Linked DNA regions of Danio rerio: region 1 is linked to region 2. Evidence: chromatin contacts called from public Micro-C data. All regions are on one chromosome and are shown on one strand. The core of a region is the stretch at or near the end of the contact, and the rest is flanking DNA. Distances in the headings are between cores, read along the strand shown. Region 1 holds the start of atp5f1d (ATP synthase F1 subunit delta). Region 2 overlaps yjefn3 (YjeF N-terminal domain containing 3).

Region 1 (4,991 bases), core at 2,338-4,837, 340 kb before region 2:
TTGCTGCATGCATACACACTCATACACACTTGCATATACATATAAACTTACTGCATGCAAATACACTTATACACACACGCATATACATATAAACTCGATTCTCACATAAATACCCACATTTATACGCATATACATATAAACTCGCAGCATGCAAACACATATACACACTCGCATATACATATAAACTAGATCTATGCATATGCACCCACAACAACACACCCACATTCACAAACTGACTGCATGCAAACACACCTATACTGGCATATAGCCCAAATGCCTAAACTCAATGCATGTATGAAAAATGCATGTTATCAAAATAACACTCGCGCAAACATAGAAAAAATAAATAAATAAAGTTCACAAACATGTTTATCACGAATCTGGTTATTGCAAAGCTTATGAAACAGAAAGAATGCGATTAATTGAGGGATTAAATATGTTAACTTATGAACATATGTTATATAAAATATTAGTCTATATAAATAGACTATTTAAAATAAGAAATATTTTTATTTTAAACCTTTTAATTTAATTAGGTAATTACATACACAAATATAAATGGATGGATAGAACCCTTAAAGAACGTTCAAAAAGCAACCAGAACTATAAATATAAATGTATACTCAAACTAAACTCCTCTTTTCTATTGCAAATGTTAATGTAGCCTATAGTCTTCTTGTTTTGTTTTTAAATTATTATTAAATTATTTTTAATAAATTATTTTTAATTATTATGCTATTTATGTTTTTACAATGTGGGTGTCAAAATTGCAAGATTTTGGTATCATTTTGATTGTTAATTATTCAGCATAAACAAAAAAAAAAAAAAACGCTGATTGAAAGTCTGTTCATCATGTTGGTCAAGTTAACCCCCATGGAAAAGCTATATATACCATCTGGACAGTCCTTTTGTGTTTAATAACTACAAGTTATATTTTTACAGCGGCTGGCATCCAGCAGTTTGGTGCATTAGCCTGTTTATTGGTGACAGGAAAACCCACTTAAGTGCATTCCTGCCCCCTACTGGACATAACCCTTGATGAATAGTAACACCAATAATAAAACAAACATAAAAAAAACTAATATTAAACAAACATATTTTATTCAAAATGATTACTTAAGCAACCTTATATTTATTAAACCATAGTAACATTTTCATATATATATATATATATATATATATATATATATATATATATATATATATATATATATATATATATATATATATATATATATATATATAGTGTGTATATGTATGGGATGTTTCATGCGTGCATAAGTATAGAGTGTGTATATGTAACGGGTGTCTCATGTGTGCAGAAGTATAGAGTGTGTATTTGTAAGAGGTGTATTATGTGTGCGTATGTATAGAGTGTGTATATGTACAGTATGGGGTGTATCATGTGTATATGTACGGAGTTTATCATGTAGCAATATGTATGGAGTGTATATTTATAGAGTGTGTATATGTAAAGGGTGTATGCAGTATGCAGATTTTAAAAAATATACAGTATGCAAGCGGCCATTTTTGCAGTACCGTGATATATATGTTGTACATTTGACTTAGCTATATGTAAAATCCAAATACAAACTTATAAGTCATGTAATTTGCATATTTTCCATATTTCAGATTTATATTTGGGACTAGGGCAGCATGGTGGCGCTATGGATAGCACTAGCTAGCACACAGCAACAAGGTCACTGGTTTAAGCTTTGGCTGGGTCAGTTGGCAAATTTGTGTGGAGTTTGCATGTTCTCCCCGTGTTCGTGTGGGTTTCCTCCAGGTGCTCCGGTTTCCCCCACAGTCTAAAGACATGCAGTATGGGTGAATTGAGTAAGCTAAATTGTCCGTAGTGTATGTGAGTCGATCAGTGTGTCTAGATGTTTCCCAGTGATGGGAAAACATATGCTGGATAAGTTGGTAGTTTATTCCGCTGTGACGAACCCAGCTTAATAAAGAGACTAAGAAAAAAGAAAATGAATGAATATTTGGGACTACAAAGTAAAAAGAAAGAAAAAACATTACTACAGTTTAGCGTTATACATTTTCCTATGGGAACAGGAAAATATACATAAAGGGAACTTTATATAAAAGACCATCTGACAGTGCACATTTTCATCAGGGAAATCCTAGATTTGTGTTTAACTTGAATGTGAATGAAAAGGTTATTAGTGACACATTTAAAATGTATTTTAATGCAATTTAAGATAAATTACTACCTAATGAAATTGTGTTTTTTATCTGAAAGCTTCATTTATTTAATTTGTTGTGCTCTAAACATTTATTTCTGTAATTCAATGTCCTTAAATTGTCTTCTGTATTTTGATTTAATTTTATTCTGTTTGTTCTATTCTATGGGTGCATATACAGATCTTGATCAATGAAGACATTTTGTACATTTCCTTCGGCAAATATATCAAAAAAACTAATTTTCGATTAGTCATATGCATTTCCATAAACTTGGATAGCTTTAAAGCATTTCAGTAGGCTTTTTGAACCCTGCAGATTACAGATTTTCATATAGTCGTATCTCTGCCAAATATTGTCTTACCAACAATACATCAGTAAAAGGCATATTTATTCAGTTTCCAAAAATGTAAATTTATGACCAGTGCTGGGGGTAATGCATTACAAGTAACGCAAGTTACGTAATAATATTAACAAGTAACAAGTAATGTAATGCAATCCTTTTAAAACTAGAGCAGCTGAAGGAAACCCACGCGAATGCAGGGAGAACATGCAAACTCCACCTAGAAATGCCAACCGGCCCTGCGAAGGCTTGAGCCAGCGACCCTGTTGCTGTGAGGCGACAGCACTACTTACTGCGCAGCCCACTTTATAGAATAATTAATACATTTTTAAAAATGGTTGGGTGAATGAAAATGAGTGTTATCATGTTGAATCACACACTCAATGAGAGAAAGAGCTCCCTGCAGGAACAGACAGACACCAAAATGGCAGAGCCTTACATTTCTGTGATGGAAGAATTCTAATTCTTTTGAACAAATGGAAGAAAAGGGGATAGTGCCAATGGGCAGTGATTATACTGAACTAATGAGACAAAAATAAAAAAGTAGCAAACACATTGCTTTCAACTTTCATTAATATGTATGGCATGTATAGTGTCAGGAGGTTCTCAGAAGGTAACGATATTCAAAAAAATGTTTTAATTATTTTTTAATGTAAATAAAGGTGTAGGTTATACAGTGTGTCAATAAATGAAGAACTCTATTAACAAGGAAAAGAAAAATACCCTGCAAGTTGTAAAAGAGATCAAGACTCAGGCAGGTATGAAAAAGTTACTCAAAAGTAATGTAACTTTCCAAAAAAAGTAACTAAGTTACGCCAATACTTACTTTTTGGGGGAGTAACTCGACATTGTAATGCATTGCTTTCTGAAGTAACTTTCCCCAACACTGCTTATGATTTGTGATCCAGGGTCACATAGACTACGTTCCCACATATTTGTTTAAAAACTACATATCCCATCAGCCCAGAGCTCGCGCAAAGCCTGGCGGGAAAGGTTGCCCATGCCCTTGTCCTATCAGCCGCTCACTCTCTGACTGACAGTCTGTGTGGACAGGGAAGCCGAGTCTTGTGCATTGCAGTGCGGTAAGGGTCGGTTTGCTTCTCCGTGGTGAAAATGTTTGCAGCGAGGTTTCTTCTCCGTCGCGCGGCCCCCGCGCTCAGACACGCGCGCTCTTATGCCGACGCGCCCTCCGCTCAGATGTCCTTCACTTTCGCATCACCCACAGAGGTACTCGGGCCTACACGCTCGGCTAACATGCTAATATTAGCATGAACACCGGCTGTGATGTGTTCTGTATTATTTCATGTCGCTTAATATGTTCAGGTTGCCATGTGTTTGCTGTTTGTTGTAGCTGTAGTATGTTTTGTTTGTGCGCGTGCATGTTGCACGTTCTATGTGGTAAACTTGTCACTAAATGAAGAGGTTGTGAAGTGGTTTTTGTCATTTCGCTTTATGGAGATTTCAATATATGGATAGAAATAATAGGATGGTAATTTCAGTTTAATAATTAGATTGTTTGGATTTCAGGTTTGTAAAATACGCACAGAAGTTTGAATGACTTTAGCAGACTGTTAGCATCGGCTCAGAGCACGTCTGTCACCTTGACTTTAATACAAAGCGTTTCAGGATGAAAATTACAATTTTGAATGCTTCACCTGATAAATTAAGTTAACTTATTTTTTTTAATTGTTCACCACTGAAATTATTGTTATATCGATATGAAGGTGTTTGAGCAAGAAGCCTGTTTCACAGCTTTTGTCTTTGCAACATTAGCTAGTCTAACTTTAAGTAGATAATTCATCCAATAATGTTTAATTTAATCGCCATTTACTCTTTGTCCAGTGGTATTAAAGCGTTGAGTTTTTTCTTGAACAAGATATTTTCAAGAAATCTGAAACCATGTAATCTATTGACTTCCATACTAGGGTAAACATATTATGAAGTGAGTGGTTACAGGTTTCCAACAATCTTCACAATATCTTATGTTTGTGTTCAGAAGAAGAAACGCAAATAGGTTTAAAGCAAGGGTAAGTAAATGATGGCGTAATATTCATTTTTGGGTTATCTTAGTCTTTTAAAAAGCTCAATATAATTGTTTAACAAAACTCAAGCTTTAATATCAGAGAAATTTCTGGAGTCAAATTGATCTTACAAAAATCTTACAATAGATTTAAATGATAAACTGTAAATTAAAAGCTGCATGCACTAAAAATATAAATCAAATAAACTAAAATTTAAACACTTTTTAAAGCCCAAAATGAAAATTTACTCTGCTCACTCTCCTTCAAGTGGTTCTAAAATAAATCTTTGAGTTCTTTCTTCAGTTGAACACTAAAGAAGATATTTTGAACAAAACTAAAAACCTGCGACCTTTGACTTCTTAGTAGGGAAAACAGATAATATGAGAGCCAATGGTTATAGGTTTTCAGCATTCTTCAAAATATCATCTTCTGTTTAT
Region 2 (4,921 bases), core at 1,190-3,689:
GAGCTCTCTGGAGGGGCGCTTTGCTAATTACTCTTGGAGATTTTTAGCCTCGACCCGACGCGCATTAACACCGGGGCTGTGTTTAATTCAGATGTGAACTGACGATGCCTTTTAAATTTAAATTAAACTGGGGGATTTGAACTCAGGTTGCATGATGGATGTCGAATTCTGACTTGAGTTTAAGGACACAAGAGTCAGAATGCAGTTGTATGAGGACATACCGAGGATGAACTGATATTACCAAGTCCAGATCAGATCACATTTAACTTGTCTTTTTATAAAATCTGTGTGAATCAATATGTCAATGTTATAAAACTGAAAATAAATATTAAGTAGGGGACAGGGCTTTCATTTTCTGTATCATTTACTCTTAGCAAACTAATAGTAAGAGCAGTGTGATTAACTATATTGTGGCTCAAGTGTAAAACTGACTTTAAAGGTGAAAGCAAATGGTCAGACTTTGATTACCAAGATTAAAACAATGTATTTTTTTCAGTGGATTAAATTGTATGGATAAACTTCACCTAGAGAATAGCAATGTGTACTAGCAAAATAAACACTGTAAAATTTGTATATAAATAGACTTTAAATGTGAAACTGTTGCATAACTTGACATATCAAAGCCAAATCATATAGTAATAACAACTCTGGACTGTATTTAGAGGTTTTAGTAAAGTTTGCAAAAAACAAAGTTTTTAAAGCACATTGTCTTCACCAGCCCCTAAATATTAAAGAGCCCCTATTATGGGTTTTTGAAAATTACTTTCTATGCAGTGTGTAACACAACACTAAGTGAATGAAAACATCCAGTGGAGGGTTAAATCTGAAAGTGCAACGTGTTTAAAACTATTGAGTCTTTAACGAAACAGTTGACTCAGAGTCGAATAAATGAATCATGTTGGGTTCGGATCTTTTGCTTGAACGCGTCGATGTCAATACCGTACATCACCATATCGGTAGTGTCAGAGCCGGTAAAACATGAACGCGCCTTTTCCTTTAAACACTAGCAGAGAGCTGGGGATTACAGGACTGATCATGACGCAAAGATGACGATCACTGACAGATGGAGATCTGGCTGTGGGGAATAAAGGGTTAAAGTTCATTTTCACAACAACACCACAGTCAACCTAGTTCTGTCTTTGTTCCTGTCATTCCTGTCATCTGATTTTTGATAAAATAACCTACGCTGCAATGCGGGATTCGTCGGCCGTTTGCTATTAAAAGAAGGAGCAGCAGAGACTATTTTGGAAGGGACTTTGTCAGTTACTGTTACAGTTCATATTGGACCAGTTTCTTCTTCCTCCTGATCATAACATGTGTCAAAATTGTTGCCTCATTTTGTGTAGTTAGCAAAATATTATTTAAGTGTGTGTTATTTGTCGTCGCTCCGCGCGAGTAATCACTCAGGTTAAACCTTCATGGGATTATTCACATATTGCGTCCAAAACCACGTTAAAAACGTGATGCGTGCTAATTCTTTTACTGATTAAAATGCGTTTCTGAACTCGCAATCCTCTGCCGTTTGCCTTTGCTATGGCCACCATCAGCTGTTTATACACATGGTCAATTTTCAAAATTGTTCAACTTTTGCCACTGTGTACATGTGTCATTCTAATTACTAGGGGTTAGGGTTAAGAATAGAGTATATCCTAGTTTTTAAATGCATTGCTTCTTTGCATTCCTGAGTTGGGCTATCACGTACTCTGTGTGCTACTTCATAGCCATGGTGGGTATTTCTCTCTGTCTTGTGCTAAACGCAGTCGACCAATCACAAGAGACTGGGTCATCGAACCAATCAGCACAGATTAGCTTGCCACTAAGGAGGGGTTTGGGAACAAATGAATCACTGAATGGATCATATGGGAGTCGTTGTTATAATTAGGTACAAAAAAATGCTTGTTATGAGACAATGAAAGTGTTTTTTGACCTTGCATGCATATCAGCCTGTTGTTGAAGACCCCTAAAATATGACCTTTTATAATGCATAATAGGGGCTCTTTAAAACTAAAACTAGTTTTACTTTAGTTTTACTTCTATTAATTATGATAATGATAGTATGAAAACGAACAAAAATTAAACTAAAACAGTCAACAGTCATTTTCATTATAAACATTCCAATATATGATATTTCAGTATATTAATTTGGTCATACTTAGCAAATTTCTATAGACAGTGGTCTCACATTTTTTATTTATTCTGCTTTATCATGTAACCATGTTGAAATAAAGGCCAGTGAGCTCACAGACAGTTTCATGTCAGTCTCTGCTTTTTTTTCTCTCTAGAAACACAAAGAGCGTTTCATGAGCCCCCGGTGATAAAAATAACTTCCTGATATCCAAAGCAGGGAGTGATCACAGACATCAGCCTTGACGTAGCGCAACACCAAAGCATTTTTCCCCCCCGATGTAGACGGTGACGTTGACTTTGGCGTCCGTTGCGCTGGATAGTTTGGTTGTGAAATCACATTGTGGTAAAATACAACCAAGATTACATTCCCCCCACACACACAACTGTGCTGATGTAATGCTCTTCTCGCAGTTACCGGCTACTGTGTTTTCTCTAGCCACAATTTATGGCGACCTCACAAAGGTCACAGCGCAGGAAGTTTTGTCGACGCTAACCAAGTCTGTAAAGCACTAGAAAACTTCACACGGGCCAAATCAGGAAGCAATTTGGGGCTTTAAGCAACTCTCAGGTAGGTCAAGAGGAGCCCCGCGCTGCCTGTCAGGCTGACTGGATCCAGATGGAGCGCTGACCGCAGTAGTCTGGTTTGGGTTGGCCTGACTCTATCGGAGCCCTCAGGATGTCCTGAGACCGCCATACTGCAAGCCCGAGTCAGAACGGAGACTTTCAACACCTTCTGGGATGGCGTGCTGGGTTTGTCATGAGGGGTTTTTAAGCAGGAGGATAAAATGGGATTTTAGAGGGGCAGGGGGTAAAGATGGGATTTAATATGATCCCCTCTTGAAAAGCTTCTCTTTTTTTTGTAAACCTTTTGTGTGAAAGCCTATTTATGCCTCAGAGTTTCCCAACATTTCACATGAATTTACATGTAGTGTCTTTATATTTTTAAAGATGTTTAGGGGCATACATCTTGCAATTTAATTAAATTTAACACAACCCACCAGGAAAAAAAACTATAAAAATACTATAAATACTATAAAAAAATACTATAAAAACTAGTGATTTTGAACCATAAAGTAGTGTTATACAGTATTTTCAACTCTTTGTTGATGAATGCTCCGGCGTATTATACACTCAAAAAAATTATTTATGTTTTGCTTATTCAATCTACTTATTTAAAATGAGCTACACAACACAATTCTTGACATTTGATTGGGACAACGTAATGTTTTTATGTTCAATCCACATAAATTTGTTAAAAGTGTTACGTTAACTTAATCAATTTGTGTTGGGACAACATGAATGAATTGTGTGGAACCCTACATTTTTTACAGTGTAGACGTTGGGTTCCACAATTCTTTTTGTTGTCACAAAAAACTTTGCTTGTCTACAAAAAATAAAAAAACCTAAGAATTGGGTCATTTCAACTCATTTTTAAATAAGTGGATTAAGTGAAGTTAAATAAATGAATTAAGTTTGACAAACTTAATTTATGACAGTTTTCAGTAATAAATTAAGTTATTTTAGGTGTAACAAGTTTTAGTCATTTAGTCATGGCAGGCATAAGTATTGTTTGCTATTAATAGTGAACAATACTTGCCACAAACCATAAAAGTAATATTATTATTAGTGTTGTTAACATAGAAAGAAATTTATTTGTACTCTAATAAAAGTATTATTATAATTTTTATTATATTAACATGGGAAGAAAATTATTTTTACTGTAATAAAAAGTATTATAATTATTATTATTGTTGAATTAACATGAGAAGAAAAGTATTTGTACTCTAATAAAAGTATTATTATTATTATTATTATTATTATTATTATTATATTACAGTTTTTCTGTCGCTTTGGTGCGTTTCTCACAACACTAGTGCATTTCTGCACAACAGTTAATGCGTTTCTCAAAACAATTAGTACAAACTGCAAAACCTAGCTGATAACCTGCAAAAACGTGTCACTTGCTGAAAATGGATAGTACATTCCTCAAAAGCAAGTATTCATGTCAATCAAAAGTGTCAGTGTCATCAAAATGAAAAGTCCTGACATCATTGTTTATGAACAAGATAGTCAAATGGCTTAGTCACGTTTTCATTATGTCAGTTTACTCTGTACATTTTTTTTCAATGCAAAAAAGTGAGATTTTGGTGACACTTCCTGAAAATGCCCAAGACAGCGCTATATACTATTTGCACAGCCGTTTGAAAACTACAGTAAAGTTAGACATCACTGCATTTAGTGAAGTATCTGAGTACAAGACACTGAATATGTAGGTTTCACAGTTTTTCTGCATTTGCTCGTTGCAATTCGAATTTAGTCACAGCATTGTGCAAAAGAATAAATAAACCCTTTACAACATAAACTTCCTTTGGGTAGAGCTGTGCACAACTGTAAACAATATTGCAGAACATATTTGAACTGAACCTACAACACAGGTCTGTAAATCATTCATAAAATTGTTCAATTTTTAAGGCATTTTCAGGAAAATAAAGATTTACATTTTTTTTATAAAATTTGTTAAACAGCTAGTTTAAAATTTTTGTATGTAATGACTCAAGCAATGAAACGAGGACTATTAGTTTTATATGGAATGACTATTAAGCATTTACAAGTTTAGTTAATTTTGACTGACATGACATAAGCAAATGATAATGTTATAAAACAGCAGAGAGTTTTGTGAAAGCAATTGATGCATGTCCAAAAGAATCTGCAGTGTGTTGGAAGGAATGAGAAACTGCTAGGATGTGCACAAATGACTAATTGTTTTGAGAAATGCATTACCTGTAGTGCAAAT

The links. A called contact is a pair of places that touch in the nucleus more often than the background predicts.
Region 1: a Micro-C map of caudal fin shows a contact between it and region 2, with 4 times the contacts expected there. The contact joins the promoter of atp5f1d here to the enhancer-like site in region 2. A contact is called at or near these places in 2 of 18 Hi-C or Micro-C datasets (caudal fin and an unstated tissue).

Annotation. Positions count from the first base shown.
Region 1 is chr22:18,482,870-18,487,860 of GRCz12tu, reverse strand. atp5f1d (ATP synthase F1 subunit delta) reads left to right here and starts at 3,587. Exons shown (of 5, transcript NM_199968.1): 1 at 3,587-3,760. The coding sequence starts at 3,647.
Region 2 is chr22:18,142,094-18,147,014 of GRCz12tu, reverse strand. The region is part of intron 2 of yjefn3 (YjeF N-terminal domain containing 3); the gene reads right to left. Among named protein-coding and RNA genes, the nearest start is that of cilp2, 19 kb to the left of the region's middle. Within about 2 kb of position 2,439, at least 22 of the 62 cell types and tissues checked have an H3K27ac peak or open chromatin away from gene starts, as enhancers often do. A contact at or near this core is called in caudal fin, where this site is marked.